Linked DNA regions of Danio rerio: region 2 is linked to region 1. The links are chromatin contacts, called in public Hi-C maps. All regions are on one chromosome and are shown on one strand. The core of a region is the stretch at or near the end of the contact, and the rest is flanking DNA. Distances in the headings are between cores, read along the strand shown.

The links. A called contact is a pair of places that touch in the nucleus more often than the background predicts.
Region 2: a contact with region 1 is called in a Hi-C map of embryo, with 1.7 times the contacts expected there. The contact joins two enhancer-like sites. A contact is called at or near these places in 2 of 18 Hi-C or Micro-C datasets (caudal fin and embryo).

Annotation. Positions count from the first base shown.
Region 1 is chr18:23,955,737-23,961,988 of GRCz12tu, reverse strand. It overlaps LOC141378827 (a long non-coding RNA gene), which reads left to right. Exons shown (of 3, transcript XR_012394312.1): 2 at 1-914; 3 at 2,267-2,459. It also overlaps a transcript of bcar1 not described here. Among named protein-coding and RNA genes, the nearest start is that of si:dkey-11d18.2, 15 kb to the right of the region's middle. Within about 2 kb of position 3,403, at least 3 of the 62 cell types and tissues checked have an H3K27ac peak or open chromatin away from gene starts, as enhancers often do.
Region 2 is chr18:24,066,241-24,072,311 of GRCz12tu, reverse strand. It overlaps bcar1 (BCAR1 scaffold protein, Cas family member), which reads right to left. Exons shown (of 7, transcript NM_001135133.2): 4 at 2,970-3,074; 5 at 21-1,229. Among named protein-coding and RNA genes, the nearest start is that of nudt21, 58 kb to the left of the region's middle. Within about 2 kb of position 2,796, at least 7 of the 62 cell types and tissues checked have an H3K27ac peak or open chromatin away from gene starts, as enhancers often do.

The DNA.
Region 1 (6,252 bases), core at 2,154-4,653:
ATGACGACTCAAGCACGTATTTCCAAAGAGCCTGTGTTGGAAAATCTAGGCTATTTAAGGAGACAGCATGAATTGAACTATACTAAGCAAATGCAGCAGAGTTTGTTTAAACTCTACTAAACCTGCCAAGTGTGAACGCACCCTATATTGTGCACTTAAGCACAACTGAAATCCTGCATCCGTTTTTTTTATTATAATAAACTACTAGTTTAAAACACACTATGCAGAATGAAATTATGGTTATACAAGGCTAGCAATGCTAAACCTGGTACATTATGCTGATTTTACAAAACACATGTGATGTGACACAATAAATCTGTGCTTTTTGACTGAAATCAAGTGTTGTAGAGTAATAATGAGGATGCTCTAGAGAGAATGCATTCATATGCAAATCTATTCATTGTGCGATCGTGTGCTATAAGGCTTCCCTGCTGCCGTGGCTCATTCCTGACCTGTTGGATCCTGTTCTCACTCACTAGAGACACGCTTGGTTCAATCCAGTAATTACTATGTGTTCCTACGACTAAACACTCCACATTCCACACTGTTTTTTCCTCTCAGTTCTGGCTTATCTTATCAGTCTTGGAAGATACAGGTCCATATGAAACATATACCCTATGGCGATATGCAGTCATAGTGTTTCCTGTACTGAATGTGTTATTTTTTTGTTTTCATGCTTGCACTGAGTTGCTCGTATCTGATTGGGGTCGCCGTGGAAACAGGGCGATGGTCCTGTCCGCACAGGTAAAACACGCGATGAGGCTTTGATGAATCAACCTGTTGTTGACACAGCTGTACATTCTTTCTCTTGCATACACTTTCACATGAAACAATGTAATCGCACAAATGACACAGTTTGTGTTCATTTTAAAAGATTACAAATGTAGTAGACTTGGCTTGACTTATGTGAACAGGTCGCCACAGCGGAATGAACCGCCAACTATTCCAGGATATGTTTTACGCAGAGATTGCCCTTCCAGCTGCAACCGAGTACTGGGAAATACCATACACTCACACATACACACACACACACACACACACTCATACACTATGGCCAATTTTGTTTATTTAATTCAGTTATTGTGCATGTCTTTGGACCAACGTAAGTTAATTATGAAAACGTAGCCCCATATGCATTTCTTAAGATTGTGAATTATGAAGCCAAAGCTATGTATGGCTGCATTTCATCTTTAAAAATGAACGATACTGGGCGGTATTATGCCTTTTCTTCGCTGACCTCTGTATGGATGGCTTTTCCGCTGTAACCAGTTTGTCCGGTAGTTCGACACACATGTCGGCAGACTTGAGATGCAAAGCAGAGTTGACCACGTTAATGAGGTTCAAGTCTGGTGAAGAATGATTCTAGAAAGTAGGTAAGACAAAACAAAAGCTAAAAAATAAAATAAACAAGTATGGGTCAGATTGAGGTAAAATCTGAAAACATGGTAAAAATCAGGCAGTTGAAAGGGCTTTTCTTTTTCTGGATTGCTTTTCAAAACCTTGCAGTTGGATTTAGAGAAGGAGGTGGGTGCTGGTCAGACGGTGCTTTTTAAAACATTATTGGTTGGGTTTAGGGAAGGGGGTGGGATGTGACATCAGTTGGTTGGTCAATTAGTCAGTTGACACTGGCTTCTGGTAGATTTAAGTGAGAAGAGCAGGCATGAATGGCACTTGCGAGAGAAATTTAAGAACTGAAAAAAAAGCACACAGGGGCGGACTTGTGAAACCAAAATCTGCAAAAAAGAAAAAGAAAAAAAAACATGGCTCCTGTGATGTATTTTGCTCTCTCCAGAAATGTATTTAGGAGTACGTAATCAGAATGAGCCTGGATTGAAACCGTAGCACGCGGACGAAACCCACACCAACAAGGATAGATCATGCAAACTCCATACAGAAATGCCACCCTTCATAAGTCTAATAAGATGCAATTAGTGCAAATAATATTGTAATACTAATTTACAGTAAAAAAGGTTACAAATAGTTTTTCTAATAACAGCTATTTTGCAAATAGTTAAAAATGTGTCTAAAAACTGTCTTTATTGACTTTATGAACATTAACTGAAGGATAAAAAAAGCAGAGGAGGGGAATGCTGTAGGGTGTTTGTGTGTGTATGTGTGGATGATGTTGGACATTTGGGACTCTTTAGCTTGCAGGTCTCTGCCTGTGGAAGGGGGATGAATATATACCCTGCTGTATAAAATATATTGAAATAATAGCTCGTTAATAACAGGTGATACATTATATAACAAGTTATTCAGACAATAGATTCATATCAGCTTCCTTCAAAAATCCTAAGAAAGGATTCCATATTTTGAAAAACAATAAAACTTTATACTGGGACAATTCTTGTAGCCATTATTTAAAATGGGTTCATTCTGTATTTTTCCAATAACGAGTTACAGTAAGTTTTGTATGTAATAAACAGAAAATCAACATTACCTTATCTGAGCTAGTAAAAGTGCATGTTACAGGGAAAATATTTAGTGTCTATAGTTCAGGTAATTTGAGAATATTCTGTTTCAAAACACTAGATAAAATGTTTTTCACAAAAATGTTCAACTTGGGGACACTTCCATAAACAATGATATAACGTTCCTATCTCTATATTGTCATGATCAGGATTGTTGGGGTTAAATTTGTGAAGAATTTCTGGAGCTATGTATACACTTATAATGATATATTTAAATTGCAGAAGTTTAAACCTCTGTTGATTGTCTGGATTTTATGCAGTCATTCATTTATTCATTCAATAATTTTCCATTGGGAAGTCCCTCATTTGTCAGGGGTCGCCACAGCGGAATTAACTGCCAAATATTCTAGCATATGTTTTATGCATATAATGCCCTTCCATAACCCACTATTGGAAAACACCCTGACAATCTCGACTCACACATACACTCATACACTATGTCCAATTTATTTTATCCATTTCCCCAATAGTCTTTGAACTGCGTGTGAAAATGTTGCATCCCGAGGAATCCCACATGAACACAGGGAGAACATGCAAACTCCACACAGAAATGCCAAGAGGAGACAGTGCTAACCACTGATCCACCAAGTCACCTGCAATCAGACAGATATTTAATAAGAATTTTAAACACATTTTAAACGTACCTCAAGGGAAAAAAAAATGTACACATACATATGACCTAAAATGAACAGGTGCCATTTTTATCTCTCTCCGGAAGGTTAAGGACATAAAAACCCAGATGATGGCCACAAAAGATAAGGACTGGTGTTCTTTACTGCATCCATAGCATTTTATATCTTCATCCCCCTTCCACAGCCAGAGACCTGTGAGCTGAAGAGTCCCAAAGGTCCAACATCATCCGCACACATACAAACACTAACACCACCCCTGATGATGTCATCAGCCTCGAGCCATGATCACGCATCATCAGCGTGTGTCAGACTCCATCCGCCTGTCGCAGAACACCAAAAGAAGGAACAGACAACACAGAACTGAGGAGAGGATAAAAAGGTTGGGACAGGGTAGACAGATAATGGCTCAGGGACATATTAGAGTGATGTGTTACAATCTGTCGTACAATGTGTGCAATCTAAACAGCAGCAAAACCACTGTACGTGGCCCACTTAGGACCAAAGTAAGTCAGATCCACATTGCAGTCATTAAAAACAATATACTGCAGTCACAAGTTGTTTATTTGGAAAAGTATAGCAGAATACCTTTTGGATGTTGGACTGGCAAAACAATGTTGGAAAATAATTTAGTGAGAAAATATATTAATATGGGAGGCAGTGGCGCAGTATGTAGTGCTGTCGCCTCACAGCAAGAAGGTCGCTGGGTCGAACCTCGGCTCAGTTGGCGTTTCTGTGTGGAGTTTGCATGTTCTCCCTGCCTTCGCGTGGATTTCCTTTGGGTGCTCCGGATTCACCCACAGTCCAAAGACATGCGGTACAGGTGAATTGGGTAGACTAAATTGTCCGTAGTGTATGAGTGTTTGTGTGAATGTGTGTGTGGATGATTCCCAGGGATGTGTTACGGCTGGAAGGGCATCCGCTGCGTAGAAAATTGCTGGATGGGTTGGCGGTTCATTCCGCTGTGTGCAAACCCGGATTAATGAAGGGACTAAGCCGACAAGAAAATGAATGAATGAATATATTAATATCGTATAATATATTGTCTATAACATGTAGCATATTTGCAGTTTTATCTGTCAGTGGTGGACAAATAATTTTCTACAATTTGAGATTTTCATTAAGGACATTATAAACAAAAATGCACTCCATTATTATGTTTATTTATTTAATTATAAATAAAATACCATATGAAATTAAACACAACACTCAGAAATATATTCATTCTTCAGTTAATATAAAAAACCTTTCAAATACTTTCATTCAATAATTTTAAGGGTGACGTGGTGGCGTAATAGGTAGTACTGTCGCCTCACAGCAAGAAGGTTGCTGGTTCATGCCTCGGCTGGGTCAGTTGGTGTTTCTGTGTGTGTTAATATGTATGTTCTCCCCGTGTTCACGTAGGTTTCCTCTGCGTGCTCCGGTTTTCCCCACAGTCCAAAGACATGCGGTAAAGGTAAATTGGATGAGCTAAATTGTCCGTAGTGTATGAGTGTGAATAAGTGTGTATGGATGTTTCCCAGAGATGGGTTGCAGCTGGAAGGGCATCCGCTGCATAAAACATGTGCAGGATAAGTTGACGGTTCATTCCACTGTGGCAACCCCTGATTAATAAAGGGACTAAGCTAAAAAGAAAATGAATGAATTTCAAATGAAGACTTTTATTAATACTTTAGCCAAGGTGAACTTAATATAAACTTTAGTAAGACTTTTTTTGATGGTCCCTATTGCGCATTTTGTTGACTGAACGTTGCATTGCAACTACATGCCATTTACTTTTTATTTAAGTATTAGTGGACTGTCTGCTTAATATCTGTTGATACTGCTCCTTCAACAGACATTTAACTGACTGCAAATACATGTCAACTTATACTAACCCTAACCCTAACCTAACAGTCTACTTAGAATCTTACTTGAGAATTAGTTGGCATGTAGATGCAATGTAACTTAAATTCAACAAAATGTGTTAAATTCAAAATTTAAATAAATATTATTATAACGTTTTATTACAATTATAACATATTTTTAAATAATTTATTTAAAGAAGACTGAATTAAAAAGATTTAAGAATTAGTTTTTTTAACTTTATTTTTCAAAACTGATAATATTAATAAGCATGCTTACAGCATATGAGAATGATTTCTGAAGGGTTGTGTGATACTGCCTGAAGGGTGGCATAATGATGCTGAAATTTCACTTTTACATTACAGGAATTAATTGAATTGTAACATATACTTATACTTAACCTTTAACATGAACTAATAAATAAATTAAAATAAATAGTTTATTTTAAAATATAAATTACAATCGTGTTTCAATGTTTAGTAATTTTTTACTGCCGTCTTTAAGATGAGACATTAATTTGAGGCCATGACTCTCTGTGGTCATTAAAAATCCCAGTATGTCTTTTAAAAAATAGTAGGGATTTAACCCCAGTATCCTGGCCAAATTTGCCCACTGGCTTCTGTCCATCTTGACCTCCTAACCATCCCTATATATTGTATTTGGCATCATCACTCTGACTCCTCTCCACCAATCAGCTGGTGTGTGGTGTGCAGTCTGGCACAATATGGCTGCAGTCACATATTCCAGGTGGATGCTGCACACTGGTGGTTGATGAGGAGATTCTCCCCAATGTGTAAAGCGATTTGAATCTCTGGAAAAGTGCTATATAAATGTAAGCAATTATTTTAAGGAACTATTATATTTTTGATCCTTGTTGATGTAGTTCACTAATATTTCACAATATTTCTAAACCCAGCGTTCAATAATAATTTTAAAAACTGCCACATTCCCATAACAAAAACGTATACTGTAAATCTACACCAAAAATATTTGTTTACCATCAAAATCACATCTGGGTCTCCTGTCAGCTCCATAATTCCAAGATGCTAATGACTTTGAAAATATGTCATATTCTTTACATTTCTAAACATTTACAAGCACTGCCCCTTATAAATAGTCTGCCAAACCACTGATAATGAACGGCTCAGGCCCTTTTCACATTTCTGGGATTCTCAGTAGCGGAAGTCATCATAGTTGGGAAAACTTTAAGCGCAGTGAATGGGAAAGTACAACAAATCATTTTTACAATCTTATTTGCTCAAATAATAAAAGACAAACCCCATGATGGTGTCATAAAGACTTTCAGA
Region 2 (6,071 bases), core at 1,547-4,046, 110 kb before region 1:
GATTTTTGTATTTAGCATACCTGTAAATGGACATAGTCGTAGTCCTCCATCCAACCCTCCTCTGTTGTCTCATACGGCCTATCTGGAGCCTCCTCCTCGGCTGAGAATTTGGGAGGGGAGGGTAATGGACGGGACTGGATGTTGGCCCTTTCTGGTGTCCCTGACTGATAGGCTGAGATGTTGTTATTATTGGTCAGCGAGTCACCGGTATGAGGAACAGGTGGCAAAGGAAGCTGCTGCTGCTTGTTTGTCCGTTTGAAGAGCAAAGAGGCATTGCCATGGAGAAACGATGCTAACTGCTTGGTGTCATCAGGTACACCACGTGCACACATGATCAGCCGGTCCAGGTCATCCCCACCTGTGCCTGGCTGAGATGTCATCAGGGCTGCAGGGGACCAGCCCAAAGTGTCCAGTGCCTGACTGTACCTCACCAGACCTTGGAAGGCCTCCTCCATCTTCTGCACCTGCTTGCCAAGCTTGGTCTGCAGTGTGCGGTCGGTGGCCTGGGTGGCATTGGCTACAGCACCTCTAGCGAATTCCAGCAGGTCCCTGACTGCCACACGGATGCGGTCCACGGCCTGTCGGATGGCAGGGAGGTTGGACTCCATCTGAGTGGAGCTGCGCCAGTTTCCACTGATGAACGACATGAGGAGAGAAACGGAGCTCTCCACAGCCTGTTGATGACGGGACAGACGCTCCATAGCCTGGTCCAGATCCAGGAGCAGCAAGCGACCTGGCCCAGAAGATTCCCGCACTGGCACCATGTCTAAAGAGGACGTGGAGAGATTACTGCGAGTGCTTCCAGTGCTGGACGCTGACAGCCGTTTGAAGCTGACCGTGAGCTCCTCGGTGGCCGCTGCATCACGGACCACCTGTGGAGGCACATCATACACGTAATCGCCTGAATCTTCGCCTGCTGGGCGCTCACGAGGGAAGTCGTACACATCTGTGGGGTGGTGGTCCTGTGGGCCACCTTTTCGCAGGCTGGCAGGGATGTCGTAGATCTCCTGGCCCTCAGGCTGTCGTTTTCCTATTAGCTGAGGAGGAGGAACATCATAGACATCCTCTGGTATGGGAGGCTCGGGACCGCCAGGGATCTGAGACAGATAGGCTTGGTTCTGATTCTCCAGGCTCTTCATCTTGGCAAAATGAGGAGGAACGTCGTACGTTTCCTCCCTGATTGGACCATCTGGAACGTCTTTGCTGACAGATGGAGGAATGTCATATACCTGTAAAAAGAAATAATGTGTTTACCAAAACAAGCCTCCTATAATCATAACTGAAGTCATTAGTGATCTGATTGTTACATTTTTGGTTCATATAAGTTGAGTGTAAGCCATTTTAAAGGTTTCAAGGGAATTTAGGTGTTACACCCTTATAATATAAAAACATATATAAATGAACAAACGGATTGCATTTGAGATTTGCCAAAGAGTTGATCTTTAAAACTTCAATTATGCAACAGTTAAATATTATTTCAAGCATTAGATGTTAGCAAGCATTAATTAATGTAAAAATACAGTGGTCCCTCGCTATGATGCGGTTCACATTTTCGCAGCCTTGTAGTTTCACTGATGTTTTCAGTGTGTTCTGCGTCCTGATTGGTGCATTGTGTTCTGCACCCTATGACAGATGTATTTAGACCATTGTCAATCAATCTTCTCCATGCCGTGTCTCCTGTACAGTAAAGAATGCGTTCAGCTTGCCAAATGTACATAAATCTTTGATCACTAGCAGTGTGACTCTTAAGTGCTGTACTGTATGTTTGGAGTATTTCTCCCCAACAAACCCCACAAATGTTGACGAAACATTCAGCACCATCAAAGGCACTCAAAAGGAAGATGCTAACCATCGAACTAAAAGTTGGACTTCTGGACATGCTAAAACAAGGATAGAAGTTATGCGGCTGTAAGGCGCCATTACGGAATAAATGAAGTAACATAAAGAAGGAAAAAAGTAACATATGGACGACAGCAGAAATAAAGTTCAACAAGGATGCAAAAGGGTTGTAACTGTCCACAACAAGACCACCGTAAGGAGTCTGCTTTAGTTTTGTGGATCAGTTACTGCAGTTGGATTTATTCTATAGTACTGGACGAAGGTTTGAACTTTGCGTTTTTAAACAAGAGAAATAAGTGTGAAAATGTTAATGCCTCTCTTAGAAAAGTGTATAAAGTGTGTAGTGAGGGGTTTTAGAGCCTTAAAACATCTAAAATGTAAAACATAAAGCTGACTACTTTACGGATTTCCCCTATTGCGGGTTATTTTTAGAACGTAACTCTCACGATTAATAAGGGACCACTAAACAGGAAATGTGCATGAACAATTAAATATCTAACATATGCTCAGTGTTAACTGCCAGTATATTGCAAATCAAACACGCTACCTAAATGTGGTATGAATCAATGTGACTGTGTGTACAATTTCAGATTTTTTGTGCAAGGAATACACGTTCAATCTTAAATATGCTACTTGATGTAAAACACACTAGCAATTTATGAGTGAAATTTGTTTCACATCATTTTGTTCAGTCTAGAACTGTTAAAAAAATTAAACACTATTTGATAGTGCTGCAAGGTTGTTGTTTCTTTTGGATGCTGTGTTGGGGGAGGGGGCTGACATTATTCTTCCTAGATATAAATGAAACAGGTGTTGTGTTTGACTGACTAGCCAATCAGAAAATATTTCTGCTTGTGAATCATTTAACGCTGTATGATTTGCTGTCGTCAGATTGGCTGAGATGTCATTAGTGGGTAGAGTTTAGGAGGGGCAGCATGTGTTTGAAGCTGGCGGTCAACAGTAATACAGTTGCCAAGTCTGGCTAAAAGTAGCAATCACTTACACAATCCTTTCTGCATGTATTAGAGACTTGTGGCATTTTGTTTCAGGCAATTCAGATCTCTTAAGCACCCATTAATGTGCAGATCAAATATGCAAATAAGATAAATATGAAAAAGATGGATGGGTACCGTTTGTTGGTAGTGCAGCTGGCTCTTATCCACACTAGGTGGAGTGTCGTAGATTTCCTGACCACTGGGTGGGCCTTTCATTGCCATAGGAGGAGTATCATAAACCTGTGGCACAGAGAGAGTACAGGGTCAAAAAAAGACACACATATTTAAATTTAAGACATAAATACATGACAAGAAGTAGATCCGGCTTGAATTGAATTATGTTTCTGCCCATTTTATTGATTTGTTTTTCAGAGCCCTTGGTTTTTCTCTACCTCATAGAAACTTTGAACCATTTTTTACTTCCCTTATTTTTTTGTGCATGTTAGAGCAGATTTGGAATCGAGGCACTTGGATGAATGGGGGTCAAAAGGAGCACAGGTACACTCAATAGGGGACACATTCACACTGATGTGGAGAGATTACAGGAGCACGACCTCAGACAGCAACAGCTGGAGGAAATCAGCAGTTCTGCAGAGACGCTGACCTCCACCTTCACCTACAATCGCTCTCTTTCAGTCTGCTACCTCTACAGTGGCTCGGTGGTCAGGCTGATGTGAATATGATAGAAGCTTTTGTTATGTTATTAGGAATGTTATGATGTGGCAAACTACACTGCTATAATTGCTTCTGTGATTTATGTCACTGGAATACACAGTAATGTTTAAGGGTTCTAGGACAGTAGATGCTAGAATTGTCTTGTAAGTTGCTCTTAAGCTCTTAAAGGCCTTATTAAAAAAATTCTTTTAGATGTTACATGTCAGTATGTTAATTTTAAGGATATCTATAAGCTAGAGTGCACCAAAACATTGACAAAACTCAAATTTAGAAGATATAAACAACCCAAGTCTTCGGTTTGTCACTTCTAAACAGATAAACTTTTTTGACATCACTTCAGTTTCTTTTTATATTCTCTGATCAATCAAATGCTCTCTAGTATCTGACATGTCTCGCCCCCTTTAAGGCGCTTCTCATTAGATTTTCATTTGATGCATTTGAGCTCAACCATTCTCACTGGCAGAGCTGTGGTCAAAATGAAATGCTATTGGCTGTTTTGTAAAAAAAAAAAAAAAAAAAAAGGGGGGGGAGGAGCTTCTAGATGTTCTGCCCTGTCTTTATGTTTTAGTTCACCAACAAGGACCATGCCATACTTTGAGCTAGACTTTATTGTAGGGATGAAAGAGATGGTAAGGGAACAGTGGGATGAAGTTGAAGGGAAGTAAGAGGATAAACAGTGAACAGATAGGTAGGTTGATCGGGTGTCCTACGATAATGCCCAGAGACTCAGAGTGGGGGTACCATCTCTGTTATATTTTGGTAGAGTGATTGGACGCCCTGATTCAACCCAGGAGGGAAGAGAGGGTTATAAGGATAGTTTATGGGAAGCAAAGGAATAAAGGGAGGGAGGTTGGGTTTGAGAGAACGAGAAGAACAGTGCTAGAGGGCTGGTCTGCCTTAAATAAGTTTTAGGGAGTAAGTGATTGGTTTAAGAGGTAAATTGAGGTGAGGTTCCACTGCCGAACCTTTGTTACAAAGTTAACTCTATTTGAGATTACGTCAAAGACCGAATGAAAATTGCACATTTTAAAGTACTTCACGGGATAAAATAACATCACAAACATCGTTTAAAATACAATTTAAATTCAATGTAAAAATACAGGAGATGAGCATAAACAATGACATCTGATATATATTTATGACACGCATCAACTGCCAAAATATGGCAAATGAATTATTCTACCCAAAATATGATAAGAAAACCCTGTGATCATATTCACAAGGGAAACCATACAAGTTATTAGGAATGTTGTGCTATGGCAAACTAAACTGGCAAAATTGTTTCTGCCATTTCCTGTGGATATTTTGATGTTGTTGTTTTTTTCAGGATGAACAGGAAGCTCAAAAGAGTTAATTCAAAATGGAAATATTTTGTAACATTATGAATGTGCCTTTGAAACTATTTAAATAGTTCTTGCCGAATAAAAGTTTTCATTAATCTATCTATCTATCTATCTATCTATCTATCTATCTATCTATCTATCTATCTATCTATCTATCTATCTATCTATCTATCTATCTATCTATCTATCTATCTATCTATCTATCTATCTATCTATCGGCTGTCTGTCTGTCTATCTATCTATATATAGGCCTATATTCATAATAATATAGCGTATATAAGTACAATACAGAGACCCTAGATCTAGCTGCAAAGAAAAATATTTTAGAAAACTAAAAACGTGTTTATTTATAAGTTATTCTAACAAATGAGGTTGCCCCGAGATGTATATTTAAGAAAACCCATAGACTCTCAGATGCATGAGCTCTTATAAATACAGCAGTAGCGCTGACTCGAGTTTCAGAACATGCTAAAAATGAAGTGTGACTTCCTGCCTTAACGCTCTGTCAGACCTTTGACAACTGATATAAATATCAAATAATGCCTACAGCACTTGATCCAAACAAGAAACAATAACCACACGCACACACACACACACACACACACACACACACACACACACACACACACACACACACACAAAGGGCTTGAATGTTAGCAAAGAATTAAAACCCAGTAAATGTTTTATAGTGCTAGCAGCCATTAAAGTGTGATTCTTTCCATTACTGCATCTGATGTGGGTGAAATGAGGTTGTGGGAATTTGGATGAAAATGAAGTGTAATCTCATCTAAGAAAGACTGTCACACACACTTTTCAGTTTAATACTAAGCCATTAATAATTTAAACCAGTGGTTCACAAACTGCCCTCTAAGGGTGGTAATAGCCGAAAATGTCTATCATTACAAATGCAGCTGTTAGACTTCATTTTCTACAAGATGTTTTTTTTTTTATGTACAAATAAAATGTCACATTTCAAGCATAATATACTATTACTTCATCATTTATTACTCCCCCGGGCTCCTGATGACTCCATAGAAATATATGCTGCCAAAAATAATAATTATTTACAACAGAAATATGTCACATGCAAAGTGAAATGCTCTAGTTAAAAATGAAACTGTTTCTGTATATCGGCGAGTTCTGCAATCATCAGCAATCCACAGATTTAAACAATTTACACCTCAAGCTACGACCGTAAATTCACACAGAACTATCCCAG